Linked DNA regions of Mus musculus: all the other regions are linked to region 1. A link is a contact called in public Hi-C, HiChIP or PLAC-seq and promoter capture Hi-C data. All regions are on one chromosome and are shown on one strand. The core of a region is the stretch at or near the end of the contact, and the rest is flanking DNA. Distances in the headings are between cores, read along the strand shown. Region 1 holds the start of Pimreg (PICALM interacting mitotic regulator). Region 2 holds the start of Shpk (sedoheptulokinase). Region 3 holds the start of Mis12 (MIS12 kinetochore complex component). Region 4 holds the start of Zfp3 (zinc finger protein 3). Region 5 holds the start of Ncbp3 (nuclear cap binding subunit 3).

What was found. Promoter capture Hi-C pulls out the DNA fragments that hold promoters and counts their contacts. Hi-C and Micro-C count contacts between places; a contact is called where the count stands out from the background. HiChIP or PLAC-seq counts read pairs in DNA pulled down with a chosen protein or histone mark.
Region 2: a contact with region 1 is called in a Hi-C map of B cells, with 11 read pairs. The contact joins the promoter of Shpk here to the promoter of Pimreg in region 1. A contact is called at or near these places in 1 of 39 promoter capture datasets (pre-B cells), 1 of 484 Hi-C or Micro-C datasets (B cells) and 2 of 9 other capture datasets (adipose tissue and liver).
Region 3: a contact with region 1 is called in an H3K27ac HiChIP or PLAC-seq map of embryonic stem cells, with 7 times the contacts expected there. The contact joins the promoter of Mis12 here to the promoter of Pimreg in region 1. A contact is called at or near these places in 15 of 39 promoter capture datasets (the 3T3-L1 cell line, the HPC-7 cell line, cranial neural crest and 9 more), 1 of 15 datasets of contacts at CTCF or cohesin (pro-B cells), 13 of 484 Hi-C or Micro-C datasets (B cells, CD4 T cells, the HL-1 cell line and 7 more), 14 of 115 datasets of contacts at active chromatin or transcription factors (the 230-238 cell line, astrocytes, bone marrow-derived macrophages and 8 more) and 2 of 9 other capture datasets (adipose tissue and embryonic stem cells).
Region 4: a contact with region 1 is called in a promoter capture Hi-C map of embryonic stem cells, with 3 times the contacts expected there. The contact joins the promoter of Zfp3 here to the promoter of Pimreg in region 1. A contact is called at or near these places in 2 of 39 promoter capture datasets (embryonic stem cells and hippocampal neurons).
Region 5: a contact with region 1 is called in a promoter capture Hi-C map of pre-B cells, with 3 times the contacts expected there. The contact joins the promoter of Ncbp3 here to the promoter of Pimreg in region 1. A contact is called at or near these places in 1 of 39 promoter capture datasets (pre-B cells) and 1 of 115 datasets of contacts at active chromatin or transcription factors (pancreatic cancer cells).

Annotation. Positions count from the first base shown.
Region 1 is chr11:72,041,091-72,043,790 of GRCm38.p6, forward strand. Pimreg (PICALM interacting mitotic regulator) reads left to right here and starts at 1,412. Exons shown (of 6, transcript NM_144526.3): 1 at 1,412-1,444; 2 at 1,927-2,247. The coding sequence starts at 1,960. It also overlaps a transcript of Aipl1 not described here.
Region 2 is chr11:73,198,163-73,200,862 of GRCm38.p6, forward strand. Shpk (sedoheptulokinase) reads left to right here and starts at 1,320. Exons shown (of 7, transcript NM_029031.3): 1 at 1,320-1,518. The coding sequence starts at 1,357. Ctns (cystinosis, nephropathic) reads right to left here and starts at 857. Exons shown (of 11, transcript NM_031251.4): 1 at 756-857.
Region 3 is chr11:71,018,336-71,021,035 of GRCm38.p6, forward strand. It overlaps Mis12 (MIS12 kinetochore complex component), which reads left to right and starts at 1,276. Exons shown (of 3, transcript NM_025993.3): 1 at 1,276-1,854. Derl2 (Der1-like domain family, member 2) reads right to left here and starts at 968. Exons shown (of 7, transcript NM_033562.4): 1 at 809-968; 2 at 1-42. The coding sequence starts at 901.
Region 4 is chr11:70,763,018-70,765,717 of GRCm38.p6, forward strand. Zfp3 (zinc finger protein 3) reads left to right here and starts at 1,430. Exons shown (of 2, transcript NM_177565.3): 1 at 1,430-1,532.
Region 5 is chr11:73,046,426-73,049,125 of GRCm38.p6, forward strand. Ncbp3 (nuclear cap binding subunit 3) reads left to right here and starts at 1,442. Exons shown (of 13, transcript NM_025818.3): 1 at 1,442-1,657. The coding sequence starts at 1,475.

The DNA of each region.
Region 1 (2,700 bases), core at 162-2,661:
AGTCAAGGGAGAGACCCCAGCTGGAAAAGGGTGGGGTCTGAGGAGCAACAGTGAGGGGGTCAACCCTGGTCACACAGACAACGTCCCTGCATGCATGGCCTTTGGGTCCTTCACCCTGCTACAGTTAGTGAGTGAAGTGTACGGCCAGTCTCTCCACACCCCAGCTACCTCACAGAGCTGCAGAGCACTGGGGATAAACTGGGCTTGCTGATAGAAAGGGAGTGTTTGCAAGTGCTACACACAAATCAACCATTATTATTATAGGGGGTTGGGAGGTAAACACTGAGGTCAGGAGAGGGTCAGACAATCCTGACACCAGGAAGAGGCCTGAAGAGTCTCTAGGAGTCTCACTCCAGGCTGAGGAAAGGAGAGAGGAGGGAGAAGAGAAATTCTTTTTTGAGGACCGATAAGAAGGCCCCATTGTGGTGGCACGCCAGGCCCCTTGATTTCAATCTTGGGGAGGCTGAGTGTGGCCAGTTAGAACCAACCACCTCTAACTCCAGCTCCAGAGGGTCTGACTTCCTCTTCTGTGTCGCCACCACGCCACCCCACAGGCATTTACATGCACAGAGACATATAATTAAAAATAAAAATATTTTTTTTAAAAAAAGTCAAAACCATAAAAATGAAAGCATGGGAGAAAGTGACCCAGCCTGGGTTGCTGTTGTTTGTCGTCGTCGTCTTTGTTTCTTGTTTTGTTTTTTTAGCTTGCTGGCAGACTACAGGAAAGAAAGATTGAAAGATGCGTAGAGCAAGACCCGGCAGAGGAACTGACCTAACTGTGGAGAGGGTGATCTACAGTCTGTCCCCTCCTCTGAGATGTGCTTTCTTGGGCGCCGCCAGCAGGGTGTTTGTTTGAGGAACAGACAGGGGCAGGGCCATCTCGCAGGAAGGAAGAGAATTACGCGGGGAATTTGAAACAAAACTTCCCAGGGATCGCAAAGCTCGGCAGTCCCAGCCTATCGCTTTGACAAAACTACTTATCGTGGGAGAGAAGTTAGGCGGGGTGAAGGACTGAAAGGGGCGCGTGCCCTGGGTGGCGGTGACCTGAACCCCCGCAGCATCCTGCACCCTGACCTGCATGCTTGAAGAAGAGAGCTTGGGAGAACGATGGACTAGGCGCGGTCGCCTGGGACCAAGCAGCCGGGATGTAGGGAGGCGGGCTGGTCGGTAACAGTGATCCGGTGGCGACCTGGACCCCTCTGCGGCGAGCCAGGTGGGGGGTCTACGAACGATGTATGGGCGTGGCCAGGCCAATCCCAAAGCAGGATTTACAGTCACGAGAGAAAAAGACCAATCGAAATCCGGGGCGGCGGTGGTGGATGGCTGATAGGGCCAATGGGCTGCAAGCGCCGGGGCGGGGCGGGGCCGCGCGGAGTTTCAAATCGGCTGCGGTGGGCTAGGAGAGGGTGTTGATCTTCGGGTCCGGGTATCGAGCAGGGAGGTGAGCATGCGGGGTTACCGAGGGGCTTAAGGAGGGGGGTGGGGGACGGTCTCACGGGGAGCTCTGAATGGGGAACGGGTCAGGAGCTCTGGATAGGACCCACAAGACAAAGGGAATGTCTAGGAGTTGCAAACGCCCCATCGGATCCGAGGCCTTGGCTGGATTGCTAAATCTGCTCCGGAGAGGAAAATTTGTGAAAACAGCATACTGCTGGTGCCCTGCGTAAGCGCCGAGGCTCCGTGACCTGTGTGCCACTCCACTTAGCCTATGGGGAATAGGCTAGGATGGAAAGACGGACAAATTGCCGCCTTGCAACGGAGGCAGCTGCTGACCATGATGCCATTGGTCATCTTTCTGGCATCCACAATTGCCCAACAGGCCTACCCCGCGAGGTTCCACTTCATCTCTTTCCCAGTTCCCAAGGTCCCTGGAGCCTTGGAATGGGGTCAGGGAGTACTTTGATGACCTTTTGACCTCCCCAGGATCTAGCGGGCAGCGGAAACTGGACCAAGCACATGGCGTCTCAGTGGCAGGGCATGAGGACCTCTGTGCGCAGACGATCACTCCTAAAGGAGGAACAGCTAGAGAAGAAGGAGGTGACCCGGTCTGCTGGGGGTCATCCGGAGACCGGTCCCTTGGGCTCCCTGTGCAGACAATTCCAAAGGAGGCTGCCTCTGAGAGCGGTCAGCCTGAACCTCGGTAACGGCCCCTCCTGGAAACGCCTGGAAAGTCCAGAGCCAGAGCAGCAAGGTCTTCAGGCTGCAGCTCGCTCAGCCAAAAGCGCCTTGGGTGCCATGTCCCAGGTAACAATGACACCACCAGCCGTCTGTTTACAGAAGCGTCCTTGGTGTTGACTGTCCCTATCCTCAGGGAGACCCCAGGAATATAGACTCCATGGGGTCTTGGGGTTTGATTAGGTTCTTGCCATTTTCCCAGAACCCCGGTCATTCTGGCACATAATAGTTTCCCAACAAATCAGTAGGTGAATAAAGTCATGGAAGAAATTGGTGTTCCCCATGCAAGGTGACCTGCCATGTCCTGTGATAGAAAATTGCAGGAAATGGCTATCTATAAAGAGATACCAGTCTCAAGCTTAGTGGATAAAGACTTCCTAGAATAGGTGACTCTTCCAAGATCACTCAGGAAAGGGGAGGTGTATGTAGGCACAGGGCCAGTGGGATGCTGTGAGTGAGTCCAGCGTGGATGCTGAAGAGAAGAGTCCCCAGTGTGAAGCTAAGCAGTCAGTATAGTGAGAG
Region 2 (2,700 bases), core at 70-2,569, 1.2 Mb after region 1:
GAGATGAACTATCTAGGTCCCAGGTTTCCCATTTACTTGTATGATTCTGGAATACTTATTAACCTATGTTTCTTAATGGGGAAACAGGGACAGTGGTAGTTACACCACAGGATTATAGTGAGATGAAATACAAGGCATACATTCTCAAAGGGGCTAAAATAGGCTCTGGAGGTCTGAAAAAATAGCTGTAATAATTGCTTATCTCTCTCCCAAACGTCATAATAAAAAAAAATAGAGCTTACCAGCTGTATTAAAAGTTTGAGGTGGATTGGTAAGATAACAAAAAGTTGAGAAACAATGAGGTAATGTTATTACTATTACCACCCAGGGCTCCCAGCAAGCTCTCACAGAGCATAGATTGTTATTTTCCTCAATATTATTGAAAAAGGCAAGATCCAGGTACCCTCTCATTCTCTGGGAGAATCAACACGAGCTCCTGGAATGGTCCTAGCAGAATTTACCCCCAACCCCAAGTTACCTACCTGCACATTCCTAAGCCAGATTCAGGCGGCGCCACATACTGAATAGTGCCACCAACACCAGCTGTCAGTCGGTGTCCGTGCTTTTGCTCACCAACACCCTGGCCCTAAAACCTAGAGATGTGCGGGCCTGGGTTGGGGCCAGAAGCTAGAAACCCAGGCGCTGCCCCTCTGGTAGCGTAGGTTGCCCCTCTGAGGTGCGGGGCTAATGTCTGTTGGGGTGGGTGGTGTCATACCAGAAAAGGGGGTAGCTGTCCCGGTCGCGATGGTTCTCACCTGACAGCTTCCCAGGCTTGGTGGACAGACCTCACCAAAAGCAACAATCTCGCACCAGAAACCGCTTAGGAGTGTAAGGACTCTCTGAGCTCCGCCGACTTTGTGTGAAAGAGGGGCCAGCTGTCACCTGACCTGAACCACCTGACTTGAAGCCGCGAGCCCTGTGCAAGGAGCTCTGGAAGTTGTAGTTTTCACGAATACAGGAGGATAACGCTTGGTAGGGGTGAGGGAAGGGTGGAAGGGCGGAAGAGCATAGGCACCTTGGCAGGGACAGGGGCTCGGATGTGAGGGGCGATCTAGTCTCTTGTAGGGGAAGCAGGGTTCTCGAAGTCTCTGTTGTCTCCTTGAAGCCCTGTGCTCCCTGGTGAAGACCCTGGGACCCCAGGCACTGTCCCGGAACCTCTGACCAATAGATCCCGCCTTCTGTCGTCTCTCCACCTATCACCGGAGGCCGCTGTGGGGAGCGCGTGGTGTTTGCTTTCCTCGACCAATAGAAGTGGTTAAAAGATTGACAAGGAAGCTCCGCCCCCTTACTGCCCTCCAGAGTGAAGTGTTCCCCGGCGTGCGGTTCAAGCCACCGAGCTGTGCTGTCACCACTGCCATGGCTTCGCGACCTGTCACTCTCGGTATCGACTTGGGCACCACGTCCGTGAAGGCCGCCCTATTGGAGGCTGCACCCAGCCTCCCATCCGGGTTCGTGGTGCTGGCGAGCTGCGCCCGGGCTGCGAGGGCAGAGACTGAGAGCGCGGTGGCCGGGCCCCAGGTGAGGCAGAGCCCTGGAGCTGCCGCCCCGGGACGACCCTGGGGGCATCTCGGGCAACACCTTCCCGCGAAGAAGTACCCGTGATTGCCCAGTCTGTCGGACCTCCAAGGCCTGCTGCCCTTTCCTCTAGGGCTTCAAAGCCTGCTGCAGCTCAAGCTAAGCCGTTAGATTTTGCCCAGGGAGCTTTCCCACCTGCTGGCACCGATCTTCCCGCTCTCCGGCTTTTCTGGGGCCCCTGACCATGGCGCTGGATCCCTCTACTATCCGCCCATCACTTTTTGTACTTTGCGCCGAGAGGACTTGCTTTCAAAGTGATAACCACAGGCCTGACTATCACGCTCGCCACTCATGACCCTGTGCCCTCTAGTTCAGGCATCATTTCCGACCCCACCCCCTAGGCAGGTTGTGCTCTGGAAATGAGACGTAGCGTTAGGCTTACCTCATGCCTTTGAAGTTCAAGTAAACTGATAATTTCACTTGGTTACTCAAAGAATTCCAGCCCCTGCTGAGCATCTCTGGAGGAAAGTTGTCAGAGCAGGTGGGGAGACACTGAGATAAGCTGATGAACATTTTAGAAAAGAATCAGACTGATGATTATACGCTGCAACCACTGGCTTTTGAAAACTAGAAGATAGAAAAGTACATCTCCAGGGGTCCACAGGATGGCTCAGCAGTAATAGCAATTGCTGAGTGAGCCTGGTCACCTGAATTCTACCTTCAGAACCTACCATGGAAGGAAAGAACTGACTTTTGAAAAGCTGCCCCCTGACTGCCACATGTGCCCCATGACGGGCACACATGTTTGTGTGCACACACACATACATGTATACACATATATACACACACTATATAAATATATACACATACATATTCACACATATATACACACACATATATACTATGTATGTTCACACACATACAGTATATATACACACACACATACATTCATATATATACATATACATACACACACACACACACACACATATATATATATACACACACACACACACTACACACACACACACACACACATATATATATATATATATATATACACACACACACACACACTACACACACACACACACACACACACACACACACACAAACATACCTTTAAAACAAATGCAATGAATTAAAGACAGTGGACTCTGTTGGAAGATGATGTAAGTAGGATCA
Region 3 (2,700 bases), core at 26-2,525, 1.0 Mb before region 1:
AGGATTGAAGTATAACTGAAAAGGTGTGATCAATTCCAACTGCTGAAATGGAAAAAGAGCTTCTTGAAGCCGATCAACCGCAAAACAAAATTTCATCATGAACCACGAAGGATGAGTAGATCTAATCATTTCTGTCCCTTGGAATACATTTCTGTCTTGCTTGTGACAGCTGGTAAGAGATTCTTTAGAATTTGCACAACCGTTTTGTATAAACACACAATGTCAGTTTGATGTTGCAATATTTGAGGATGCTATAAGGCAGGCGGGTGAGCATATTTTAGAGACAAGCCAACAGCATCTTTTACAAATCTGTGCGTCACGTGGTCACCACCTCAGCTAGGTGAGACAACTCGGAATAAGGGGTTTAACTAAGACCCTGCTACCATTAGGGATAGGTACAAGCGGCCAGACACTTATATCCATAGGCCGTCTTTTGAAAGATGTTTCCAGATAGCTCGAGATTTCTATACTCAATATAATAGTCTGTGAACCTAGCGGACCTCACTCCCACTAGTCACCTGGACCTCTCAGACACATTTTTGGGTGGGCGGCTCCCGCACTTCTGATTCACTACAGGTCTGGATTTCATTTGTCTGAAACTGACCTGGCCCTTCACGAAGGGGCACACCCTTCTCAGGTCACTGGCTTGGCACCCTTGGGAATATCCCAAACCCTAGAGTCAGCTCCGGATGTCTCCACCCACCCCTGGGACCAGACCCACTGGGCTTCTCCGCGGCCCAAACCCGTTTTCTGAAGACGCAGTCATAGCTAGCCTGGAAAAAGAGGATGTGGCGCCACAGCTGCTCACCACGGCCGCGGTGGTGAGGACGCAGGCGGTAGTATAGGCGCGGCTGACCGGCGGGATCTGCAGGTACTCCAGCCGGAGGCTCTGGTACGCCATCTTTCCCACCGCGCCTGCCCCCCTTCCCCTTCCGCCAGTATGCCAGGCGGCGGGGCGGACTCAAAGCTGGCCTTCAGCCTACCCACTCCTGTCCAATCAGCGCTGCGTACTCGGACAGCCACCAATCGCTGGCGCCTTGGGGCCGCTCACCCACCAATCAAGAGTTGCGCCTCTGCGTCGGTCCATCCTTACTTCTCCGCCTACCAACGCAGAGAGAAGGACCAGTTCCGTCCGCCAATCCCTGCCGGCCACAGCTAGCTTTCCCTCCTTGTCGCCTTCCTTTTACCAATCGCAGTGGCTCCTTTTGACCCACGGCTAGCCAATCAGGAGTGCGATCCAGCCCGCCTTGGCGTTCGTTCGCAGAGGCAGGTCTCAGTCGATTCGGAGGAGCCGGTGTTACCGCCTTCTTCCAGCCGCTGAGTGTAGCTTGAAGGAAGTGGCGGGAAGCCGGTGTGGGGCGGAATCCATCACTCCCGGGATCGCTTCGGTAGGGGCTGTGTGCTCTCCGAGGAGGAGCGGAAAGGGCGGGACCGAGGAGTGGCGTCGGGGCGGCGGAGCGTTCTGTAGGGAATCCCTCCGGTCTGGCCGGCCTGGGTACGGAGACCTAGAGTTCCCGGCATGCATCGCGGCCGCGGGGTAGTACGGGAGCTGGAGCTGAAGGAAGCGCTTCCCGTTCTGCGGTTTCTGGGCCTTGTCTGTGGCGGTCGTAGGCTCTGAAGTCCATTACATTCGTCGAGACGGTGTGAGGACCTCTCATGTTTATCTTCAGCCGCAGGAACTCTAATCTAGCAGAGAAGAGACGGTAGATGAAGGGAAAGCGGAGGCGGTTCTTCAGGGATGTGTATTCGAACTGGCTCTGGAATCTGCGCCTACTGCATGCTTACTTGAAGGAAAGAAAATAGAATTAGATTGGGCTGGAGCAAAGACTATCCTGACCGTGGCAGACGTGTTCAGTAAGTTATAAAGAAGCTTTAAAAATTGTGGGACAAAAAAATGCGACCGTCAAGACTGGTAGGAACCAAGTAAAAAGTTGGAGAGAATGGCATTTAGAAGGAAGACTAGAAAGCTGAAAGTAGTTGAACCGACCTGTGGCTCCTAGCCACTCTGAAGGCTGAAGCCAGAGGATTTGTTCCATCCTGAAGTTCTAGGCCAGTGTGGACAACGTAGAATGGGAGCAAACACTGGGGAGTGGTCTTAGCAACTTGTTGGTAAAACTGCATCTTTATAGCTACTGCCTCATTATAGCATTGGCAGTGTCCAACAGAGAAAAGGCAACATTGGAACTTTTCTCAAAACTGGAAGTTTGGATGTAGGTATTTGGTTATGTAATCATGGCGCATCAATCCAGGAATGGTGAAAACTTGGAGGCAAAGTTAGAGTGCAAACTTAAGAGAATTATAGGGTGCAAGTGGTCAGTTGATTGGGTAATTTGTAACAGATGACCAATCTATTCAGATAATGAAAATACAGTCTTTAGGAAAGTCATCTCAATAGAAACAACATATGTGAAGGTGGAAGGTGGAGGTAGTTTCAGTGTCCAAACAGTATGCGAAGCCATATGGTCTTAGTCTTCAAAATACAGTGTGGGTCTGGGAATCTCGTGCTAGAGTGCGTACTGGTATGTACAAAGGCCCTGGGAATACTCTTAGCTCTATAGGGAAGAAAAACAAGTTTATGACTACCAAATTCACAAAAGTTAGAGTATTGGTAGATACAAGAAGTTCTGGTCTACTCCAAGTGAGTGTAAAACAGCTTAGATATTCTGAGAATGTTTTGGCAATCTTTAGTGACATTATACA
Region 4 (2,700 bases), core at 180-2,679, 1.3 Mb before region 1:
AACGAGGTACAGAGAGCTGCATCTTGTAGAAGCTGGAGGGGCAGAACAGTCCACGTCTTTCTTTATACCAGAAACAGAACTAGAGAAGTTGGTGTTTTCTTGCTCAGGTTTAGTTATTCCCTCCCTGTGCCCCCATCTCTCCCTTTGGGAATAGTCATGTGTATTCTGCACTGTTATATTTTGGAGCATCGGGATTACAGTTGCTCATGGGCTCTGGGGATTCGAACTCAGGTCCTTCCACTGCATGGCAAGTGCTTTAACTCCATGAGTCATCTCCCCAGCCCTTACCTCAGAACTAGTTACTCAAAACTAGTTACCCCCCCTGCCTTTTCTTCAAATGTCTTGTTTTTATTTCATTTATTTATTTTGTTTAACAGTACTAGGGGTTGAATTTAGGGCCTACCTAGCACATTCCAGGCAAGTGCTCGACCTCTAAGCCACACCCCCAGCCTCCTTTGCCTTTTCTCGGTTCAGATCTCCTTGTTTAGGTCTATTACAAAGACCATGGCTTCAGAAAAGACCTGATTCCTTACAAATGTTGCTTCAAACTGCACCACCTTCCCAGATAGCAACTGGAAGGAAGGACTGTTCAGTCTTATTTGTATCTAATGTTCACCTCTGGACCAGTCAGAAGGAAGGGGATAATGTGATTAGTCAAGCCAGGGCCACCACTGAGCATAATTAATTCAAGGCCAGTCCTAACTGCCTCAACCTCTCCCTCCCCCACACAGAGATCTACTTCACTGGGCTTGGTTGCTCACTTCAGCAGTTGGAAGGCTGAGGCAGGAGGATCACCACATTCATAGTCACATACGTGCTGTGCTAAAAGACCAAATTTATTCAAGAAGAGAGAAAGGCCAGCAAATAGTGCAGTTCCCATTGCCTGCGGAAAACGGAAATCACACTCAACCTTGAGTTTTTTGTCAAAGCATCACTCCCTGAAGCCTTCCTGACCTCAAAGCAGGCCTCCCCTCCCCCCTCGCTCCTAGAAGATGACAGGCGCACCCTAAATCTAGGAACCGGAGTTGACAGACTCTTGGAAAGCGGGAGGTGAGGCACAAACGCGGCTGCTCGACACGTCCCCGCGGGAAGCGTGGCGGAGTTTCGAGTTTTCCAGCCCACGGAAACGTCAGGGGCGCGCAGAGCGGCTGCTGCGGGGCGGAAGTGCATCCCCGGGGCCCGTCTAGGAAACCGGGAGGACCCTGCGCGTCAGTGGTCAAGGGACACAGTGGGTTTCGCGAGGTGCATGGGACATTCCAGCTAGCCGACCGGCCCTGTCCGACCGGGCGAAGATGGGGTGAATGTGGGCGAGAACGGCAGACGGGAAAGCTGAGACGGGCATGGGGGCGTGGGCTCGCTGGCCACCTGTTCCTCCCGCGAGTGCGGCTCGCGCGGATTGGCCGCAGTGCGCCCGGTACCGGAAGTGGCCGGCGTGGGTCGCCCGTGACACCAGACAACAGCTGCGGTTCTGTGCGCGCCGCGGTGCAGCGCCTCGGGCCCGGCGGAGGGAGCGTGGGCGGCATCCGCCAGCGGTGAGGCCTCTCTGGTTCCGTCGTGCCCGGGGGAGGAGGGCGCGGGGCTCCCGGCCTGGAGCTGGAGTTCTGACTGTAGGCCCGCCCCTGACTCGGGTTTGCTGTGTGACCTTGGACTTTATGGCATCGGGGGCTCCTACTCATTTGCACACGGAGAGGGTGGAGCCTGGGCACTGTCAGGGGCCCGATCCTAATTCTGCTTGCAGGCCTTGTCAGCCAGGGAAACTGGAGAAGCAGGCTCCGACACGGGCATGCCAAAGACCTATGCCTATTTTTCTTCTCTCTCTCTCTCTCTCTCATTTCATTCTCTAAGTATACTGCTAGAACGAATAGCAGGCAAAAATTGGGGGCCCCGTGGCATGTTGTGACCTGTGCTGGCAGGCAGGACATTGGCTTACTAAGGTTAAAGAAAGATGATAGAATTGGGACTAAAGAGAAGACACAGTAGTTCTTGCTGCTCTTCCAGAAGACCCTAGTTTGGTTCCCAGAACTCAAATCAGGCGCCTCGTATCATCTGTAACTCATGTGCACACACATCTATAACTCTGTAGCAACACACAACTACACATAGTTAAGAATAATAATAATAATCATAAATGAGACTGAATTGAGCACAGAATTGACAGAGTTCCCTTGATCCTGGATACCAAAGGAGGAAGATAAATAGTGTCTTGGGAGAAAGAACTTTTCTTGTTGTTGCCTTAGTTTGACTTTTTTTTTTTTTTTTGAGATAGGGTCTCCCTACATATCTCTGGCTAGTCTTGAACTCACTAGGTAGATCAGGTTGACTTAAGACTTTCAGAGATCCATCTGCTTCTGTCTTCCATGTGCTGATATTAAAGGTGTGGGTCATCGTGCTCGGCTAAGAACTTATTTTTATAAAACGTTGATACCAGTTATCTGTCAGACACTGCTCTGGTCTCTTTAGGGACAATGGTGAATGGAATCTTCAATTAACCTTTAAAACAACTGCAGACATTCACCCAGATAGCTCAGAAACCTCACTTAATGTTTTCCAGGTATCAGAAATGTGCTAAGCACTGAGGTTAACAAGATGAGTAGAATGTCATCCTTGGTCACATTGTAGAACAGTGGTGCTCAGCCTGTGAGGTGCAACCCCTCTGAGACTTGAATATCCCCTTTACAATATATACACTACCACTCGTAA
Region 5 (2,700 bases), core at 192-2,691, 1.0 Mb after region 1:
CAAGTAGTGGGCCAGCCAGTGCTACATAGCAAGACTCTGTCTCAAAACAAGAGGGCTGGGGTAAAGCTCACTGGTAAAGGGCTTTGTTAGCATGCTCAAGTCTCTGGGTTGCATTGTTAATACAGCAAAAGAAAAACGGAAGGAAAGAAAGGAAGGGGAACAGGAGAAAAGAAAATACAATCCATTGTTTTAACCCAATTTTGTACTTTGCATTGCAATCAATTGATGGTACCATTCTAAGGAATTCCATCTTGTTTGTCCCATGGTACAGACCCATTTCAAGAAAAGCTTGGATGTACAGTATCACCTCTTTTGGATCTTACAGCCGCACATAACTAGCTCATTCGGTCCTTATATTCTTCTGTGGAGGTGTGTCACTGTTCTATGTTCTGATGAAGGAACTGAGGTTCCGTGCCATGCCCAAAGTGACCTAGTGTATCTGAGTCTTGTGATTTTTTTTTCTGTTTTAGAATGATTTGCCTTTCTCTGAAAAGATTTTTAGGGGCTCAGATATATGGTCTTACCTATTCCTGGTTCAGATTGGGAGATAGGTCTAGAAAGGGCTAACTAAATATGACACAGGAGGAGACACAAAATCAGGACTCATGACAGACAAGAAGTCCCTTCTTCAAGTCTGAACAAGCCTTTCCTCTTTCCCAGCCAGACTCTTACTAGGAACATTTGCAGGAAATCTTGCTTGTGAGTCTCTGATGAGTAGAGCTCCCAGAAGTGACAAAATGGGTCTAAGCTCTGGTTCTGCCCTTTGGGTAGGTCACTGTGATCTTGAAGCACCCCTCTTCCCCTTTTAAGATAGGATCTTCTGTAGTTTAGGCTGGCCTCAAACTAGCAATTGCCCCTTGGTGTAATTGGGGGATAACCTTCAGCCCCTAGTCCTCCTGCCTCTATCTCCCAAGTGCTGGGAATACAATCGTGTACCATCCCTTTCCAGTTTAAATGTAGGCAGGGTTTTACCTTGGATCCCTGGATGGCCTGGAACTTAGAGATGTGCCTGCCTCTGACTCCTGACTGCTGGGATTATAGGCATGTAACCCCTACACTGGGCCCTAGTTTAAAATTTTGACCACATAATATGGCTCAATTACTGGAAGACTTGACAGAGCCAAAGCTTACTACGGAAATAACTTTGTAAACGCTCAGATTGCCTAGATGATAGATCGCGGTAACCGCTCAGCAGTTCTTAGAAGTATAGTCCTCAAAGTGCAGGTATTTTGGAACCTCAGACGACGCTCCACCTCCATCACTGCTTCGTCCCGCCCCCTACCCCGCGAAGTCCCGCCCCAAGCCGGCCCCAGGTTCCTAGGTCACCAAGGGGGCGCCAGAGATAAGGACAGCTTTCTGGTAGAAACAGACGACGCTCTAGGTGATAGCGGTGCTCCTCTGTGGTCATCGGCGACGGCGCTCTAGGCGGCGGGAGTGAGGGGCGGGCTTTCGGTGGTGCGGCCGGCTGGCAGCTATGGCGGCCGTCCGCGGCCTGCGAGTGTCTGTGAAGGCGGAGGCCCCCGCTGGGCCGGCTTTGGGGCTTCCGTCGCCCGAGGTGGAGTCCGGTTTGGAGCGTGGCGAGCCGGAGCCCATGGAAGTGGAAGAAGGCGAGCTGGAAATCGTGCCGGTGCGGCGCTCCCTAAAGGAACTGCTCCCGGTACGGGCGAGAGGGGCGGGGGCTGAGGAGGTCGCCGGGCGGGTGTCCCTGGAGAGTCAGGGAAGGTGGCGGACGGCGGCACTGGCGCAAGTCCGGGAACGCGGGAAAGGGGCGCGAGCGCCGAAAGGCGGGGGCCGCGCATGACCCGGAGAGCGCCAGAGAGAAAGGACGCCGGGGCGCCCGGAAATGGGTGCAGAGAGCGCTGGAGAGGCGGGGGATCTCGGAGAGAGTTGGGGACACCCCTCTCGCTGCCCCTCGGTGGCCCCGAACGGAATCAGCTGTGTTTGGTTGGAGATAAAAAGGAGCCGCGGGCGGGAACAGAACCTGAATCAGCCCTCAAAGAAAGTGTTAGGTGCCGCCGGCATCCAGGTCTCCTGGTGGGTCCTCCTTCCCCGGCCGAGTTGGTGTCACTTAAACCAGCTCTCTTCGCTTGGGAGGGCTAGACCTGTCAAACAGCAGACACTCGTGTGTTGGTATTGTGGATGAGGGTCCTCACGTCCCCGCACCTTCACTGCGTCTACTCTCGGTGGTCCCAGCTTCTGACACACAGTGACATTTGATCTTTCTTTAACCACAGTGGGTCTGAGGAGTGTTTTGCCTGTGGTTTGGTAGTCACATGCCCCTTCTTAAAGCTGGTCTGAGGCCTGGATAGCTCGGTTTTCACATACAACGTGAACTCCCTGCGCCCCCTCCTTTAATTACATGATAGCAGCTTGGTTTTACATTTGAAGTTATGAGTGAAGGCTAAGGTAGTGATGACAAATGACAATACCTTTGGTGACAACATCTATAGGTTATAGTGGATAGTGTATAGGTCAGGTGTTATCCATTCAGTCAGTTTAACATGTTTATATCACACACCTCTCTGTGTGCTGGTGTAATCCTAGGTGCTTAAGAGCGAACTCCCTCTTGGTGTTGCCCTAGTAGGGGAGACAAGTAAATAGTTCCCTTTTGTATTAAGTGCTACAAAAACAAACACACACACACACACACACACACACACACACACACACACACACCCTGTTAATAGGATAAAAAGCACA